Linked DNA regions of Oryzias latipes: region 2 is linked to region 1. Evidence: chromatin contacts called from public Hi-C data. All regions are on one chromosome and are shown on one strand. The core of a region is the stretch at or near the end of the contact, and the rest is flanking DNA. Distances in the headings are between cores, read along the strand shown.

What was found. Hi-C and Micro-C count contacts between places; a contact is called where the count stands out from the background.
Region 2: a contact with region 1 is called in a Hi-C map of embryo, with 3 times the contacts expected there. The contact joins the enhancer-like site here to the promoter of fbrsl1 in region 1. A contact is called at or near these places in 2 of 5 Hi-C or Micro-C datasets (both in embryo).

What each region holds. Positions count from the first base shown.
Region 1 is chr9:22,746,815-22,752,648 of ASM223467v1, forward strand. fbrsl1 (fibrosin-1-like protein) reads left to right here and starts at 2,258. Exons shown (of 20, transcript XM_023958685.1): 1 at 2,258-3,408. The coding sequence starts at 3,103.
Region 2 is chr9:23,106,087-23,111,920 of ASM223467v1, forward strand. It overlaps fbrsl1 (fibrosin-1-like protein), which reads left to right. Exons shown (of 20, transcript XM_023958685.1): 20 at 1-1,051. Among protein-coding and RNA genes, the nearest start is that of chfr, 14 kb to the right of the region's middle. Within about 2 kb of position 3,740, at least 3 of the 8 cell types and tissues checked have an H3K27ac peak or open chromatin away from gene starts, as enhancers often do. A contact at or near this core is called in embryo, where this site is marked.

The sequences.
Region 1 (5,834 bases), core at 1,008-3,507:
GACAGAAAGAGGGACTGTGGCAGGTGCTGTTGGAGCATAAAGACATCTTTGCTCTTTCTGAGGATGAGGTGGGCCTGACAAACCTGGTCCAACATAAGATTGACACTGGAGATGCACGTCCAATCAGGTCACAACCCCGTCGCCTTCCCTAGCTCACCAGGTGGCTGCTGACAGTGCAATTGAAGAAATGCTGCGTGCTATCATCATTGATCCTTATGACAGCCCCTGGGCTTCAGGGGTTGAAATGATCAAGAAGAAGAGTCAGAAAATGCTGTTCTGTGTGGACCACAGGCCAATGAACAGTGTGACCAGGAAGGACTTGTACCCGCTGCCCTGCATATGAGTCTCTGGATTAGGTGTTTGGCTGGTCTTGGGTCTCCTCGCTGGACCTGCACAGTGGATACTGCCAGGTGCCACTCAGCCCTGAAGCCGGATCAAAGGCTGCTGTCTGCGCCAGGCGGGGGTTGTGACGGCTCTGGGTTCTCCGTTTTGGCCTCTGCAACACTCTATAACACTCCAGCCACGTTTGAGCGCCTGATGGAGAAAGTGTTGACCACCATCCCCTGGCAAGACACCCTGGTCTACTTGGATGATATTCTGGTGCACAGGGACTCTTTTGCAGCAGCGCTGAGATAGCTGAGAATTCTCAGCAGAGAATTGCTGCAGCAGGCTTCACCCCGATTAGTTCTACTTCATGAGGAGAGAACTGGAGTTTTTGGGGCACAACACACAGTGAAAGCTAAAAACACATAAACAATCTAAGTCTCTTGTTCAGGTTTTTCCATCATAACCGATATCGTCCTGAAAGATGGCTCTTGATTTTCTGGAATGCTAAAACTGTTTTCCTTTTACCCATTGACACCTACTGAGCCAAATTTACATCAAACAAACTTGTTTCCAAAATTACCTTTAATTTAGCATCTACTTCAAAGCAAAAACATAAGAGATTTTTTTTTAATTTAGGTATCAATTGATATTCTTAAAAAAAAAACTTACCAGAGACAAATTATGTACCCAAACCATGATGCTGCCGCAGCTGTGCTTCACTGTGAGGATAGTGTACTCAAAGTGTTGTCAGTTTGAAGGGGCCAAAGTAATGGTGGCCCTGAAGTGCAAATCGCATCAACAAAATTACTTAATGCAAAAACAGTGTTAAGATCCCAACAACAATTTTAAAACACACAAATAAGAAAGAAACACATTACATTTTCAAAATCAAAACAAAACAAATAAAACAAAAAAACAAAAATAATAAAAAAAAGAAACATTTTGGAAAAGTAATATCCAAAAATCTAAATGTAACGTTAAAGAATAAAACAAACTAAGAAACCAGAAAAGGTATGGGACATCACTGATTGGATGATGACATTTACTCACTTTTTAATTGGAAGTTATTTGCCATGGAAATTTCTACCAACAGAAAAGGTTACTTGAATTTTCTCCCCACAGCGAAATCCACTTTTTACAACAGTCCAGTTCAAAAGCATCATTCTGCTTTGATTCCTCTTCAATACTCAAACACCAACAGCCAGTCAGGAATGTCCCATAACACGTACCTCAAAGGGATTTGACTATTATATTTATTTATATATATATATATATATATATATATATATATATATATATATATATATATATATATATGCATGCAGGAAAGATACAAAGTGAAATTGGCTCATAATTCAACAGATTTATATTTATTATATCAACTCCTGTCCCCTCAGAGTCTCTCAGGGACCCCTCAGTAAGATCCACTGGACCCCACAGATACAGATACGGCCCCTGGAAGCTGCAGGCACATTTTCAGGCACCTGTATCTCCTATATTTATGTCGCAGCTCACGAGATGTTGACCTTTATGTGACAATGAAATGCAGCTGTGTGTTTGTGTGAGGATGAATTCAAGACTGAGGGGGGGGGGGGTATGGGATGGATGGAGCTGCAGGAGCGTGATTGATGTTTTTGCGCGTCCTGCTTTTTCTACAAAGTGACAGCACAGAGTGCACGTGCCGCGACAAGCAGGCGCAAAAATAAAGGAGATAAAAAAAAATACACACACGTGCGCGCGCACAATGGTGCGCACGCAAAGGGGGAGTGTGTTGTTTTCCCTTCTTGTCGTTCTTTTTTTAAACACTAGTTTCCTTCCGATGGTAAATTTGTAGGCCGGAGGTGACGGAAGTACGTCAGATCTGTGGGTTTCTCTGAAGCTTGACTGCGTCTCTTAATTTCGGATGAAAGGAATGAGAGGAGGGGTGGGTGGTGGAGGGGGGGAGAGCAGATTTGAATCACTCCTGTCGCTTTAAGGACACTTATCAAAGACTTATTATGCGAATTGAGAATACCAGGAGCAGCTGAGCAGCCGGGAGACGGAGCGGAGTGGATTTTACAGGGAAGTCAACATGATCTGAGCCGGAGGAGCGCGTCGGCGCCCGCTGGAGTTTGATTACGCGCTGGATGGTTGGCTCATTTAGGGGATCTTGCGCTCCCAGACCGGGGATCCAAACAGGAATAAGGGCTGAAGTAGTCTCTGATTTGGAATCGACACTTGGACGTCGCGCGTGGAGGTTCTTACTATAATTTAGTCGCCCCCCACGATCCTCGGATCGTTCATTTGACAGCCCGGGATCATGGATCGGGGAGGTGGAAAACAACAGCGGCCAGCGACATGATTTCTCTGCGGCACGCTGCGTGCTTGGGCTCCCCCTGCTATTCCACCGCGGCAAAAGTTGCGAGGCGCGTGGAACGCGTGGATTTCTGAGCCGTTTCATTATTATTGCACCTGCTTTTTTTATTTATTTATTTTTTTGGCGGACGTCGACCACCACTACTGATTCGTGACGGAATTACACGCGCGGATCCGCCTGCAGCGCCCGCGGTGGGATACTTGGACATTCCTAATCGTGGAAATGGAGATCGTGGAGGTGTCATTGAGTGTTTAAAGGCCATATTTCCACTCTCCCGGAGCGATCGCCGACTATTCTCAGTCCGGTGTGGGGCATTTGTTATTGCGGGCTTGAGCGAGCGTAAAGGCGTGCACGTACTGAGGAGTTTCCCCCTCCTCCTCTATTTTATTTTTAATTATTATTATTTAAGCTTTTCACACATGGATGGGAAATTGCAGCAGGCTCGGAGGTGCCGCACCAAACGGGAGCGGGTGCGGAGGTTGCGGGAAGCAGGGAGCAGAGACGCCCGCAGCTCCGAACCCAACTCCTCCTGCTCCGACAGGGAGGGACGCAGTCCAGGGAGGGACGCCGCCTCCCTGCCCGGTAAAAAGGCGGCACCGCACCCCGCGGCAGCAGCCAGAGCCCCGCGTGGCCCCCGGCGGAAGAGACGGGAGTCCAGCTCGCAGGAGGAGGACATCATTGATGGATTTGCTATTGCCAGCTTCATCAGCCTGGACCTTCTGGAGGTAGGACGTGGGAGAGCAGCTTCTCCAATGCTCAACTTTTTATGTATTTGTTTTTTATGAAATCACAGTGTGTGCTCCTCTGATGTCACAGGTTGAGCCCCATTGAGTGTTATCAGTCAGAGCTGTCTTTGCAGGTTCATGTGTCTTCTCACAAGTTCTCTGTCTAACTGCATACAGCTAAAGTTGAGGAGGAAAAGCTGACTTCATCTTCTGACATCCTCTCATCTGCTGAAGTGTCCTCTGATTCCTTCATTTCTTAGTTTGTGTTGGATGTAGGGCTGTAAAATTCATTTTAACAACAATTCGATTCATATCATAATTTTTGGTTGGCGATACAATTCGTGGTCAATATTGGTTCATTTTGACCAATTCGATTTGATCCGATTCACTGACCTAAAATCGATCCAGGAAATCTTTTTAACCAGGGTGACTCAGAGATAAATGCCTGGGTACTGACTGAACAGTGCAGGTAAAGTTTTCCCAAATCCCATTCCTAAAGTTCAGCCCACTGTTGTTTTTCCACATCAAAATAATCCAAAGGGAGCATTATTAGAACATTCCACCACACTGTACAGTCACATGTCTGCAAAATTTAAAGTGTTTCCACACATTGGACTGGAATGATGGCTTAATCGTTTCTTGCTGCCATGATGTGTGTCGTCTGCTTTCATGCACTTGGTTGTTTTTATGTTGAAGTAAAATAAACATAACGTGCCTCAATCCAAATGGTATTTTCCTATATTGATATAATCAAGTGATTGGATTTTATAATGGGATAGGTCAATTCGATTAACAACTTGCCTCATACAGATCGATCTGTTTGCATCAAACGAATATACATTGATTAAGTTAGTTAATCGTTGCACCACTAATGATTTCAGGCAGAGACAAGAGGGCCCACCCTCTTTATTTATCTTTATTGTTCATCTCAGTATATTCCAGATGAAAAATCAAAGCTGGATTCTTCTCTCCCCTTTATTCATGAGCTGCAAAGGCTATTGAGGAACAAACCACAGGTGGTCTGCTGGAGACTTGTAGATTCATCCCACACCTCATGCCAACATTATGGCCACAACCTGTAGGCTTAGTCATGGTAATAACCTGTCATGATTAACTCCTGCCTCCTACTCAGTACTTAGTTAGACTCCCTGTGAAATGCCAAACCTGCTGCTTGAAATTTTTAAGAAGCTGTCAGTGGTAGATTCACTCACGTAAAAAGATGCATTTGTTGTGTCACAGTCTGTGTTAAAGTCCCACTCCGATCAGTTTTTGGTCTGTTGTAAAAGCATTCCCAGTAGTTTTTTTATTCATGGTGTGGCCGTTTTTAGCCAAAAAAAATAAATAAATCTTTGTTGCTTTATAGGACATAATTTCTGAGTTCATCAGAAATTTACCTCTCTCTCACAAGCTTTTTCCAGTGGTATTTTTCCATCTGCTCCTATTTCACCATGATTTCTATAAAGTAATACTCAGAAATGCAATTTTAAGCATAATTTTCCTTAAATATGTTCTTCATCATCAGAAAAATGGCACAACATGTTAAAAACATCGAAAACACAATTTTCATCCAAGTGGGCCTTTAAGGATTGGACTGCTTTTGAACAAAGCCCTTTTGAAGAAGAAGAGGAGCGGAAGATTCAAACTTTAGGAAGTAAGCACCACCACAGCCTAATTGGTGTGTGTGTGGGGGGGGGGGGGGGGGCGGTGGTGCTACAAATGTAGAGCGGTTGACCCTCTGATCTGAGCTTTCACCTTGTTGAAGTGTCCTTTGGCAAGACACCGAACCCCACATTGCTTACAGGTTGGTTACAGGTTGATGCCAGGGATGCAATGATTTACCTTCCTCACAATTGGGTTCAAACCTTGATTTTTGGGTCACGGTTCTGTATCGGTTTGATACATATTTTGATACATATTGATACATGGGTTAATAAGCAAGTTACAATGAAGAAAAACCTTTCAGTTGGCTTTGACCAAGCCTAATGTGATGCAACGTATTACACATGTTTGTCACGTTAAATGTAAACATACTAGTATGTAGTAGATTTACAACAATTAACTTTTTACTATGATTCGGTTAAATGATGTAACAAATGGTTTGGTTGGAAACCAAGAATTGTGGAATCCCTTTTTGTGCCAGTGTAAGACAGCAGAGTCACCATCGGTGTGTGAATGTGTGGGTTAATGGAACTGTAACTGTAAAGCCATTTTGGGCACCAAAGCAAGGTAGAAAAGCGTTATATAAGTATATACAATTTAAAATTCACTTTTTTGTCAAAGAAAAGTTAGCAAATCACTTCTAAATGTGTTGGTTCCCTAGCCCTATCCAGTCATGTTGGGTTTTTTCTTTCTCCAATGCTGCAATGTTTTCTCAGCTACCTTTGGGTGTTCTATTGACTGCAACCTTTTTTTCCCTCTGCAATGGT
Region 2 (5,834 bases), core at 2,490-4,989, 360 kb after region 1:
TGGTGAAGCACATGCCATGACTTTATTTTCAGTGAACTGGAGGTTTAACAATGTCGGTAAGAAAGAACACAGATATCTGTATGTTTATTACCGACTTAAATATTTGATCATTATTAATATATTAATCCAAAGCCTTTTTTCTTCCTTGTGCCGAAAAGAAAAAGGTCTTGAAAATGAGTTTGTACATCTTTGTTCCATGTATAGATATTATTTCTATGAATTTTATGTATTTTGTGCTTTAGTCTCGCCTTTTACAATATTTATCCGAGTTGATCGTGAGACAAATCCCTTAAGATGACGTAAAGACTTGATTTTGGTTTGAGCCGTCAGTAATTTAACCTCATGGTACCAGGATATCCTCAACGATGACAATGTACATTGCCACATTACCAACTTTATTTCATTTGTTTTGCCTTTGAGATATGCAGAGGAATATATATTATGAGGTCTTTGTTGAGTCTCTGTAAAGAGAAATCAGTGTAAATAACCTGTTGATATCCTTTGCTGCAAGAGTACAATGTAAATTTGTTAGTCTTTTTAACAGTTTCTTATAAAAAAAAAGAAAAGAAATGGGGAAAAAAAACTAAAATCAAATGAAATGTGTTGCCTGTTGAATATCAGACAAGTCCGGCCAGCCGGCCGACAAGAAGGATTGGGGGGGTGGGGTGTTGTTACTAGGCCTAAATGGATCATCTGCAATCTATGCAAAGCAGCACTCAACACCCTGATAAAAAAAATCACTTGGACGAAGCATTGTTGTGATCGCAAAAGAGAAAACTGGAGGAGAACATGTTCATATGTACCAATGAAACTTTGATGGTATTACTAAAAGACTTCCAAGTCACAAACTGGAGCCGCTCCGGACAGAAAAGGAGGACACTTTTCAAGTGGATGGCAAAAAGACTTTTTCTGTCAACCTTGTGGTGTTGTGCAGTTGTTTTTTCTTAGACTCTTGTATACAAAACAAGTAGAGTTTTAGGCGTGAAAAAAAGGAAAATGAACATTCATGGTTTAAAATGTATGGAATAAAGTTTGGACCTAATGTCAAACATTTCTTGTCCACCTTTGATTTTCTAAGTAGTAAATGAGGCAAACAGACTCGCCTTACTTTTCAGCATCTATAGCACCTGGTATTACCTTGCTACATTGAAACCTTAAAGTGAGACTCCGACCATCTTTTGATTTATTTAAATGCATTCCCAGTGGTTTTTTGATTATGATTATGCCCTTTTTAGCCCAAATCAAAAACCTGTCATTTTCTTGGACAGTTTCTGCAGAGTAACAGTAGTTCATTAGAAATTTGCCTCTGAGTAGTGGATAGAGTGAGCTTTCTTTTCCCATCATCCCTTTTTTTACACTCTCTCCCGCTTGCTTACAACTCCTCACAACCCCAACCTTACATTGGTGGTGCAACAAAAATATCAGAGCTCTCCAGCCCTATGAGCTTTGAGCCAGCTAAGACAAGGAAAATGAAGACGCGCATGGATCTGTTTGTCTGCAGGTAGATGCATCACAATAGAGCAGAGCAGGGCAGAGAGCTTGTAGCCTGCCGACTGACGGTTTTACATAACTTCAAACTTTTTTTAGACTGCATTTTTTCAAACTTCCAATTCACGATTTGAATGAAGAAATACTCAGAAGCGCAGTTTTAATCTTCATCCTTTTTATATATGTCCATTATGAGAAAAATGCTACAACAAGAAGACATGTTACAAACACAATTTTCATTGGAGTAGGTCTTTAAAAGCAACTGACTCTACAGACCGAGTAGGTAAGCCATCAGGTCATTTGATCGCTGCCTGTCATACATGGGCTACAGGGCTCTTCAGAAGGGATCAATGGGATTGGGACAAGGCAATACAGAAAGGGACTAATAGAACATTGATTTCGCATGAAAGCAGCTTTTGAGTGTTTGTGTTGCAGGTAACCAGTATTGACTGGCAGCCCAGCAGCGTATTGACCTGCGGTCAGGACTCATTAAGGGGAGCAATACCTGCTAGCCTGGCTATCGTAAGGAATAGACAAGCTTGTCTCTTTGTTCATCAACCTCCCCTCCTTAAACATATTGCCGATCTGTTTTTCTAATGAGTGAGACTGGAAGGCCCCCAGCAGTGGGCTGCAGAGGGAGTCCTGAGGTGCACCGTCCTGTTATTGATGAGCTCCTGGCTGTTCCTTCCTTCTTCCTGTCCAGTGACGGCTAATTCATCCCGATAACGCTTCAACTTCTCGTCTGCCGGCTGTAAGGCTCACCGATACCGTCCCCATGGTAGCAACCTTTAATGATGGCGTGGATCAAACCACGGCCAGGTCATTAGGGAGTTTTATTGAAAATCAATGTCGCTCCAGTCTCTCACACTCTCCAGCAGGGTTTCTAAACTGGCTCCTTGAAAAGACTGTTTGCCAGAATGTGTATTGGGAAGACTTAAATCACTATCACTTTCAATTTGGACTCCCGGTAATTGAAGCACATATTCTTTGAGCGGGTAGCATCTGTCCGTGGCCAGCCTCGCTATGGGATTGTGTGCCTTTGGTCCTAACAATCTAGTCAACAACAGACACTTAACCCCCCTGTATAAAGGCCTTTTTCCTGTAGCTATTTACCGGGAACGCTTTGGCATAAAAATCACACTCTTTAAATTTCCCCCCGACTCAAAAAGGTTTGTCTTGTGCTCAATCCATTGTTCTGCTGAGTGTGGAACGGCCCTCCGGAGATAAAAAGCTCCATCAGTTTCACTCATCATCTGGCAAGGTCAATTTATTTCAGCACACAGTCCATCATCAGATGGGAATCAACTGACACATTGTCTAAGATATTTAACCCGAGGTTTGTGAGCTACTGCACTTGTCAACTCCTCCATTATATCTCATATCTCAAAGCTTTCCTTGTGGGGTTTTTTGCAGTGACTGAACGCTTTTAAACTTTTCATTTTTTTTTTTTTACAATGATGCGATGTTTGTTACTATGGTAATCACGTAATAGTGTGTCACAATAAAGAGTTTTTTGCCTTTGATTATTACACTGGAATCTCAATAATAGGATACAGTGGAAGGTAAGATGTTGTTTTATTGTTCTGTTAATCCTTTTCATTTATCTGTGAGAAACCTCAGTGCTGAGGGTTGGGGGATTGAATTTTCATGGTCTCAAAGCCCCCCAAAAAAGCACTTGGCGCAGAGATCACCCCAGATTCAGCGAGCAGTGAAACCGGCCTAAAGAGCTTTCACAGAGCACAAAAGCAGCTAATAACGCAGTGCCAAGCTAATAAGATGGGCAATAAATGAATGGATCAGTCCAAGCTCCTTTTCTTTTTCTCTCCCTCTTTCTCCTGTTGATAACATATATGAAAGCATTTCTAAGCTGCTACATATGGACCCCCTGACTTTTTCCCACTCCAGAGAACTAATGCATTAGTTCCCATTTAAAAGCTATTTTGAATTGGAAATTGGTAATGAGGCGGGAGGTGCCTGCCATGATCACATTTGGATTGCTGGGCACTTTGCTGGGCCTGGTGATTTGGGAGGCCACAGCTCCGTTCAGAGTTCAAGTCTATCTCTCCGCAGGGGTTAACAATCCCTGACGAGGGCAATTCTGAACAGCTAAGCTATATCTGCACGGAGTGAATTTAGCCAGAGAGCACAGAGTCAAGAGCTTTGGCAGCGGATCCCTGTCACAGCACTCTTTGTGGAGTTCATGTTGCTTTGACCGCCTAAAAAGGGCTAGCAGCATCCATCCTTCATGTTGCCATCTTATTTTAGCCTGCAGTGTCAACAGAGCGGCAGCTGACAGAAGCCAGGCCAGTCCCTGGTTAAGGAGCTGACATGGAAAGCGGTAAATGGTGTGAATTCCAGACCCTGGTGACAAAGTACTGTGTAATGTCTTTCCACCTCTAGAGCATACGACAAATACTTCGGCTATTGCCGTCCTAAAGGGAAGAAGCAAAGTAGAGGAAAAAAATGTACTGCTTTGCAGAGGAAAGTCAGACATGAGGAGAGGAGAATTAAGGGAGGTGGAAAAGGAAGAGGTTCAGGAGAGCCAGCCGCCAAAACAAGTTTTCCACTTTGATTCAATTTTAAGGATTTTTTTCCAGACTTTAGTTGAACCACACAGTCCCACGCTAGCCGTCGAATGTGTACAAGCCATAAAAAAATGAATAACATTGATGCAGCTGGGTGCATCTGGCAATGGTAGTCCTTCTATTTAGGCAGCCGCAACATGGCGCAGTGCCGCCATACCACCCTCTCTGTTCTTTGTATGGACCCCAGACAAGACTCAGGGAAGGCTGGGTGAAGCGTAGAGAGGCTCTTAAAAGCTTTGAATAAGTAAATAAAAGAGGGGATGGGGGGGTTCAAGGCAAATGCAAGCCATAAGCATCTTCTCCAATTTGGCACAGCCAAAGCTCGTGATTAGCCATAGAGACGTTAATCAAAAGTGGCTCAGCATTTGATGGGGCGGTGAGACCTGCTGCCAGCTGGTGACAACATGGCTTGTGTGCTCGGGCCAAGAGTGAAGTTTATTTGAATACGGATCTTGCCACAAACGTTTTTCTCCTGAGCTTGGTTAGCGGAGCATTCCTGGCTCATCACTGGGATCGCCTCAGAGCTGCTGGCACCAGAAAAGATGGAAATTTTTCCAAGGCACATAATGAAAATCACGATCTAGACCATCCCCTTTCATGGTGTGGGTATACTTACAAGCCTTTATTCACTTTGACACTGGCAATAATTCACGCCTAGTTCTTTGTGTCTGGCTGAAGGTTTTCTTATACAGTACGAAATGATAAAATTCAAAACCTATGACTCAAAAAATGAGACATAAAGCATTACGTGGTGTAGTAAAAGCCATAAAACATAAACTTTTTTAAATGTAATGATGATTCTAAAAGTATTTAACCTTTAATGTAATTAAAAAGTACTACCACCATAAAAATCATGCTTTTTTTATTTTATTATATATATGTGTTTATTTTTTCATTCATTATGTTATCTGTGCTTATCCACTACAAGGAATTGACACAATTTCAAATTTTCTGCAGTTAAGATGTTTTTAACCCTTTTTGGTATAACATAACTTTTCGACCGTTTACGCAATCAAGATGAATACGCTGATTCTGACTCAGTGAAAAGCGGCTTCTCATATCGGCTTTGCGCTGTAATGCAGCACATTATTAAGGTGACTATCGGTGTAAAGCTGCTTTTCTCTGCTTCAGAATCCTCTGGAATTACGTTGCGTAAAACGGTAGAAGAGTTACGGTAGTCAAAAAAATCAACACTGGAGCTATGTCCGTAACCCTTGTGCTATCCTAGGCACTTTAACGTTGGGAGTTGGGTCATCTAGACCCACTAGACAGTGCTCTGAACCTTTTTTCTTCAATGGTTTGTGATCTTCTCTGGTGTCTATGGATTACATGAAATTTTTCCACCTTTATCCACCTTTGTCATGGTAGGAATAACACGTCAAAGTAAGGGTGGGGTCATCTAAGATAGCACAAGGGTTAAATGGTATGACCCCATCCTATTAAAGATCTCATAGTGCATTACAAACCAAGCAGAACACTTTGCTCACAAAATGCAGGACTGCTTGTGTTTCCAAGAACTTCTAAAAGTACAGTTGGAGGTAGAGCCTTTAGCCACCAAGCCCCTTGTTTCATGGAATAAGGTCCCAGCTCATATTAAAGAGGTCGACACAATTATTACATTCAAAGTTAGGCTTATCCTAGGCACTGTAACCCTTGTGCTATCCTAGGCACTTTACCATTGGGAGTTGGGTCATCTAGACCCACTAGACAGTGCTCTGAATCTTTTTTTTTCAATGATTTGTGATCTTCACTGGTGTCCAT